Regions from separate parts of the Mus musculus genome. Here region 2 is linked to region 1. Evidence: chromatin contacts called from public promoter capture Hi-C data. All regions are on one chromosome and are shown on one strand. Each heading gives the region's core, a stretch centred on a gene start, on an enhancer-like site or on the middle of the called end of the contact. The rest is flanking DNA. Distances are from core to core; before and after follow the strand shown. Region 1 holds the start of Gk5 (glycerol kinase 5 (putative)). Region 2 holds the start of Copb2 (coatomer protein complex, subunit beta 2 (beta prime)).

Region 1 (3,764 bases), core at 154-2,653:
GGGCAAAGGCAAGCTTCGGGAAGGAGGAAATCAAAACTGTAAGCATGGAAGTGTGCCTTCTTTTCCAGGCTGCCAGCAGGCCCTACAAGTTTCTAAGCTTGCCTGGACCTACAACCAATTCTTTAAAGTTTCTTTCCCTCAGGAACTGGGAGAGATAGCTCCGTAGGTAATGTGCTTGCCAGTCAAACATGAGGACCAGAGTTTGGTGCCTATTCACGACAAGAGCATATAGAATCCTAGGGAGCCTTTGGTCCTAGTAAGAGATTGCCTTGAGGAACAAGGTCAAACTTCAGTTGTGGCTCTCAGGTTCTGGCTCTGCCTTCCCTCTGGTATTTGTACAGTTTCAGTTTCTCAAGAGAATCGGACAGCATAGGACTATTAGTCATGCATACAACGCTGGAAAGTCTCTCTCTCTCTCTCTTTCTCTCTCTCTCACACACACACACATTCATGCATGACCAATTGGTCACCAACGATATAGGGCAGACCTGTGCCAGATGGTGCAAATAGGCATTGCTGTGTAGAGACAGACTATTAAGAGAAGCCACAAACAAACAAAAATAAATATGGTGTTCACAGTCAAGCTTCAAGTGACAACCCAAATCCAACTTGGCAAATCTCTGGGAAGCAAGTAGGCTAACAGAGTAATATAAACAAGAAAATATTCCTTTAAGCTGATAAGCTACCCACAAAACATTCTCACGAAATTTAAACTTTGTGTCGCGGCAAAGGCCCTTTAGTGCCATACAAAACTTGGACATCTATTCATCGTTGTGTAATACATGCAAGCTTTTCTGGGAAGACTTCATGAGGAACCTCCTATACTTTTGAATGTCTTCCCACGGACTGGAAAGATGGCTCACTGGTTAAGAGCACTAGTTGCTCTTGCTGAAGACCGGGGTTTGGTTATCATTGCCTACATGGAAGCTTGCAATCGTCGGAGGTCCTCTTCTGACTTCTACATGCATCAGGCACATGTGGCTCACACACATAAATACAGGCAAAAAACTAAGTGAACATGAAAAAAAGTTTAAAATTTTTTCATCTCACTTGATTTTTCCTAACAGATATTCGTAAAAAAGTAATCTGGGCTAGAAGGGAACTAAAAAGTTTCAAAGTAACGGTCGCTGAACGGTGACATCCAGTACAGCGCTGCGGTAAACGCCATCTTTGCCAAATTCCCACGAGCTGCTCGGCGCGCTGCCCTGACGTCACGGTGCTAGGGGCGGAGCGTGGGGTAGCAAGGCTTCCCGAAGGGGCTGAACGAGGCGGGGCGGGGTCTTGTGAAGGGGCGGAGCCTAACTCGTCGAGGGGCGGGACAGGGCGCGGTGTAGGAGGGGCGGGGCCGCGAGCTCTCCGCCCGGGGTCTGGCGTTTATAGCTCCGCGCTGGCCGGCCCGTGGCGACTGCAGTGTTCGGGGTCGCGATGTCAGGGCAGCAGGAGCGTGCAGAGCGGCAGCGAGAGGAACTGAGCGCGTCGGCCTCGCCGCCCTCCCGCTTCGTGCTGGGGCTGGACGTGGGCAGCACGGTGATCCGCTGCCACGTCTATGACCAGACGGCGCGAGTGCGAGGCTCCAGCGCGCAGAAGGTGACTAGGCGCGGCGGGAGGGTCTCGGGATCTGACTGCACCCTAGCTCTTCCTGCACCTCTGGGGGGCTCGGGCCGGCGTGGCCCGGTGTCTGTCTCTCGCTTCCTGTCCCGCGGGACTCAGCGCTCTAGCTTTACCTGGGTGGAACCGAGGTGACTCTCGGGGCAGCGCGGGCAGATTGTGTATATGTGGACAGAAGGTGGTTAGTGATTTGCGTGGTTTTTCTGCACTTCCTCGTCGACCTTTTATGCCTTTTAGCTCTTCAGATTTTGATGGAATATAAAACTGTGGGTTTTTTTTTTTCGGTTGTGTTATTTAAACAATTCGTTGCATTTATTATTTGTGTATCTGTGTGTGCTCGCGTGCTATATGGCACACATTTAGGAGTCAGAGGACAACTTTCTTGGGCATCGGTTTTCTCCTTCCACCATGTTGGCCCGGTCCCTAGGATTGAACTCAGGTCTTCAGGCTTGGCAGAAGTACTTTTACCGCCAAGCCACCTTACTGGTTGCGTTCGTAAAAGTGCTAGGTCCTCACATTAACATTTAACTTCCATGGATATTGGAGACACTGAGCACATTTTGAAAGCTTTGTTATCCTTATTTCTTTCCATCTTTGAGAATTCATTAAAAAGTATCTTCTGGCTTGAGAAGCCTGCCAAAGCATTGGTTGGTCTTTGTTAGCAAAGCCTTAAACCTCAGATGATACTAGTTAACAGCCAACCCCCATTTTAATAAAGCGCTAATTTCTATACAGTGGTCAATGCAGTTGATTGAGTGTAGTGTTCTTATTTACTCCTTTAAATACTAGCATTTTCTAATGTTTAAAATATTAGCGAAGGGATATGAGAGCCATTTAACTTCTTCCTTACAGCACTGGGCTCCCCCCTTTTTTCCCTGTGCTATCCTACATCGACTAGGGTAAAAGTTAAGTAGTGACTGCCTTAAGAATTTACTTTGAGGAAATAGACTAGACGTTCCCTTCAGGGATCTGAGCTAGGAGGTGAGTTGCAGCAACTGCGCTGCTCGCTCTCTCTCTGGCCAGCTGTGTCGGAACACTGCCCACCCACTCAGTCCATCCCTGTCCCAACCTTTAAGGACAGGTCTAAGGCACATACTGAGCTCTTGTCGTATTGCAAGTCTTTATCACAAACACAACGATACTTCTTAGTTTTTCTTACAATTCTAGTCACAAAGTACTTTTGCTGAAACGGTGCATTTTAAATTTTTTTTTTTTAATTAAGGAATGAGAGTTTGGTTCAGGAAGGAGATGGCTCAGCAGGTAAAGAGGACTTCCCAGTCCTCCCTCCTAAGCTTGGATCCCTGAGATGGACAGGGAGAAAGGAGAGCATAGGTTGCCCTCTGTCCTCGGCACTTTAAACTGGCACAAGTGTGCTCCCTACCCTGAAGTAAATATGAAATTTGATAAATTTTTAAGAAGTTGGTAGGCAATACAGCTGCATAGTTGTTGCACAATTTAAGGAAATTTGATTTTTAGAAAGTATTGGGGTTTGGTGGTACATACCTTTAATTCCAGGGCCTGGGAGATAGAGGCAGATGGGTCTCTGAGTTCAAGGCCAGCCTGCCTGGTCTACCGATGGAGCTCTGGCTATGTAAAGAACTGTGGAGACGATGCCTGGGAACTGATGGGAAGAACACTGTCTTTGGGATGCTAAGCATGGTCTTAAACCGTGATAGCTGATGTCAGAACTTAAGGGTGTGCTTCTGGGCAGATAACTACATACAAAAATAAGTTATAGTGGTTTTTGTTTGTGTTTGTGTATTTGTGGTCTTAAGATCTCTCTCTGTATCCAAGGCTGGTCTGGAACTCTCTCTGTAGCATAGGCTAGGTTGGAAATAGGTATCTGCCCACCCCATCCCATCCCTGCTGAGACACCACTAGTCTTTGCTTATGTGGCCATTTAAAAAAATAATTTTATGTCTGTTGTCTCTAGTGATAAAACATGGGGTCTTTCTTTGGCCAACTTTCTAGAAACTTAATCGTGCATCAGATTGTTAGTCCAAGCACACTGGCCTGGCATGTGCAGTGCCCTGGGCGTTACTTCCAACCAACAAAAAGATAAGGAGGCGCCTTCTGAGGCTGTGCTGCAGAGAGCTGAATTCATTAAGAATAAGGTCTTGCTAGTCTACACTGTCGTTTAGCACTTTAGGACTTCA
Region 2 (3,862 bases), core at 1,060-3,559, 2.4 Mb after region 1:
TTAACTTTTTGTTAACTTGTCACAAGTTCAAGTCATCTGGGAATCTCAGTGGAGACAATCCCTCTATCAGACTGGCCTGGAGGCAAGTCTGGGTGTCTTTTCTTAATGATTGACATGTGTGGGCCCAGCCCACTGTTGGCTGTGCCACCCTGGGAACCCAGCAAACCATGGAGAACAAGCCAGAAAGCAGCACTTCTCTGTGGACTCTGCTCCTACTCTTCCCTCCCAGGTTCAAGCCTGGTCCTGTCTGCAGCTCCTGCCTTAGCTTTCCTCAGTTACCGACTGCATCTTCTAGGGTAAAAGAAAGCCTTTCCTCCCAGGCTGGTTTTGCTCAGTGTTTTATCACAGCCACTGAAGTCAAACTAGAACAGATGGGGGTGGGGCTGGGGTGTACACACGGTACTGCTAAATCGATGCTGGAAGGGATGCCCACTTGGGATGAAGCAGCCGTCCTAGAGATTGACCAGCTAAGACTTTAAGCTTGTTATCAATAGCAATCAACCCCTTGGGAAACCCTCTACCAATTTGCTAAGCTTGACCATAGTTCTTTTCTTCCCCAGAGCTATTTTCCCAACCTTCCACATGCCTCTAAGCCAGAGTAAACAAGAGATTTTGTTTTAAGCCCACAATTGAACACTTAAGAGTTATGTGTGTGTGTGTTTATGTATTTGATTATTTTCTTGAAATTTCTTACAATTAAAACCCAAGTCCAGAGTTTTAGAGGTATTCTCTTAAGATAGTACCTAGCATAACTTTTCATATAGCCGAAATTCAGTACATAAGTTTTAAAAGATTAAAAGAGAGAGAGAGAGTCTTGCAGAAACTGGTATTGAACTCGCAGATCTTCAAGGTTTGTGGTTACATGGGTACGCTATGGCCTGGCTAAGAGCTGATCATAGTCACTATTGCAGAACTTGATGTTGCTGACCTGCAGCAGCAAAAGATGGAGACACAAAATGAGCACGGCAGGTGGGGGCTTAACTCTCCAGCAGGTAAACTACAGGTGTTATATAGATTTAAGTATTATCAACAGGTTCTGTGGAATGGAGATGTTATTTTATTTTATATTTATTGATACTGTGTCAAATTAAAAATGCAAAGAGAATTAAGGAATCAAAAATAATAGAAGCCCAGCTATTCTCCACACTAGATATAGTTCACATTTTAAAAAGTTTCAACTAATTCTTGCAATTGGTTGCGCTACAGTATGCGATTATGTGATTATTCATGTCAATTATGTAAAAATCTCATTACTGAGAGAAAATTTGTTTTTACTGACAGAATAGTAAAAATGGATCTTTGAAAACTATCTGACTTTTTGTATATGAAAAACTGAGGCCTATAAATCTCCCAAGAGCCAGGCACTACCTAATGAAAACTCACCCTTACTTCTCTCAGGCTATACAATTCCTTTCTGGAAACCTAGGCTTTTCTCCAACTAGAGGTTTATAAGGAGCTAAGGGCAACTTCCATTTGTTTCATAGCATTATCTTTTTAAAAGGTGTGTGAAATCGATACACAATGTATTTGCACTTTTCCTGGCAATCATTTTTTTGAAATTCAACTAATTTATTAAAGAGCTATTTTGGCATAGCAGATAGAGCACTGGGCTTCCAGGGCGTATTCTCCCCTGAGCCCAGATCTTAACAACACTACTTACTATGCCATCTTGGCCAGTAAACCTGAGTTCTTTGAGTCTTACATTTCCAATCAATAAAACGGAGACGACTCCTACGTGATGTGGCAGTACCACCAACTGAAGGTACATAGCCAAACAAACGACCCGGTGGATGCTCTTTGAAGGGTAATCACCCGACTGCCTCCGGGAGCCTCCAGAACCAAGATCTCAGGGCTCCTCGGAGCCTCAAAGGCGGGAGCCGCGCCCACATCTTTTCCGCCTCGGTCGGTTTCACCCAAGACCCAGACACCGCTCTGGGCCCCGTTCCGGAGCCCGCTGGAGTACACAGTTTTAGAGCTTTCTTTTCTCTGCCAGAGGCTCACGCTGTTCGGATAGCGCTTCCGGGCCCCTCCACTGCTGCCGACGTTCAGCAGGAATCCAGCACTGCGCTCCATCTTCTTGCCTTTCTGAAACTGACCGAAGGTGAGCAGCCCAGACCGCCGCTAGTCACCGCCCAACTCTGGCCACAGCAATACACTCCATCAGCCAGCTCAGCAGCGGGAGACGCGGAAGTCCGCGTTACCTAGGAAACTGGGGCGGGACCATGCACGGACCGCCTTACGGAGGGTGTGCGCAGGCGCAGAGCCTGGCTCCGAGTACCGCGAGAGTCGCTTCCCGGAAGTTCCACGTCAGTGGGTTGGCCGGTCCACGGGTCGGTGGGTTCCTGAGTGTGTCGCCTTGAGCCTGTGACGGGCAGGGGCTCGCTCGGACAGTCGGAGCCATGGTAAGTCGGGCCTCAGGGGACAGAGAGTGGAGCCCACCGGCTGCGGCGGGTTCCCGGGGCTTCTTGGCTAGGAGCAGTAGCTAGAAGCGGTCTGCGCTGCTACTGCTGCGGCCTGACGGGGTCCTCCTGTCCCGTTGGCGTCCTGGGAGGAAGAAGGCCAGACCGGGAGGCTGCCGTGGTGACACAGTAGTGTAACTGGGTACCCGCGAAGGAGCGGCGCCCCCGACTCTCAGGGCGGTCAGGGCGCCTGTCAGTGCCCTTGCAGTCTGCACCGGGTCCGGTAGTGCAAGTAAATGCTAGAGTCAGGACTCGGATGCCAAAGGCAACTTTGACCAAGTCACTTTATTCTGTCATTGAGGGTGGTGCTTGCTAACCCACCTTCCAGGTTGCGTGAGGTGTTTGGTAGTGTGCAGGCACCACATTGCAAACTTAAGCAGAGGAAAACCAGAACTAAACAAAGTTAAATGTATATGGAGCCAGAGGTGAAATTTCAAATGCTATGGCAGCCCAGCTCGTCGTTTTCTAGTTGATGTTGATTGGGCCTTCTGTGCACACAGAGGATGACCTTTTTGGGGAAGGCCCTGAGATCTGCCTAACTTAGTTTTGAGACATATTTTTAATAGTCAATTAAAAATTGACTTTCCTTCTTCAATGTTTGTGAGTTCCATACCCACACATTGAACCAGCTTTCGGTGGAAGACATTTGAGGAAAACTGTTGTGTGAACATGTGCTGTCATAGTATACAACGACTCTTTACAACTTTGACCCCTGTATCGGTGTTCTAACTAATCTAGAGATGACCAGGAGTGATGGGTAAATTATAAGCACTTAAATAACTGAACGTGAGCGTTTTGATTTGGTGGAGGATACTGGAACCATGTGCAGAGATACTAAAAGATGGCTGTATTTTAAGTCTCGAGTAAAAAGTACAAAACATGACTTTATTTATTTGCTCACTCACCATAGGAGCATTTCACTGTCCTGCATTTTGCTAAACATTTACCAGCTGATTGTCACCGCAGCCTGTGGATAATTATGAGTAATGTTTATGGTGGTTACTATAAGCCGTGCTCTGCTCTAACTGAACTCTGATTTTAATTCTCAGAATGCTAAGAGAGATATTATTATTATCCCTGTTATACAAGTCAAACCTTGGGTGTTAATTAAACTTACTACCATGTGTCTGACATGAGCGCTGCAGCTGAGGCTTCTAGCAAGACTGTGGACCTCATCTATACTACCTGTTCCTCCCGTATTCCCAAATACATATGGTGTGGAGAGAAGGAGCTGGATAAGCACTGAGCCTGCCCTTCAGAAATAAACCACTCCACAAGCAAGAAGAGCTGTGTACGTGGATGGGGAAGAATCCTCTGGCTAGGCTAATCAGAAAGGGCATAATGGTGGCAGTGGCATTTAAACTAAGTCTGGAGTTGAGGATGCAGTGTGAGTAGTTTAATCG

What was found. Promoter capture Hi-C pulls out the DNA fragments that hold promoters and counts their contacts.
Region 2: a contact with region 1 is called in a promoter capture Hi-C map of liver, with 2.5 times the contacts expected there. The contact joins the promoter of Copb2 here to the promoter of Gk5 in region 1. A contact is called at or near these places in 4 of 39 promoter capture datasets (erythroid cells, liver and pre-B cells).

Annotation. Positions count from the first base shown.
Region 1 is chr9:96,118,026-96,121,789 of GRCm38.p6, forward strand. It overlaps Gk5 (glycerol kinase 5 (putative)), which reads left to right and starts at 1,404. Exons shown (of 16, transcript NM_001368879.1): 1 at 1,404-1,587. The coding sequence starts at 1,426.
Region 2 is chr9:98,561,422-98,565,283 of GRCm38.p6, forward strand. It overlaps Copb2 (coatomer protein complex, subunit beta 2 (beta prime)), which reads left to right and starts at 2,310. Exons shown (of 22, transcript NM_015827.2): 1 at 2,310-2,402. The coding sequence starts at 2,400. It overlaps 4930579K19Rik (RIKEN cDNA 4930579K19 gene), which reads right to left and starts at 2,190. Exons shown (of 1, transcript NR_029444.1): 1 at 1,039-2,190.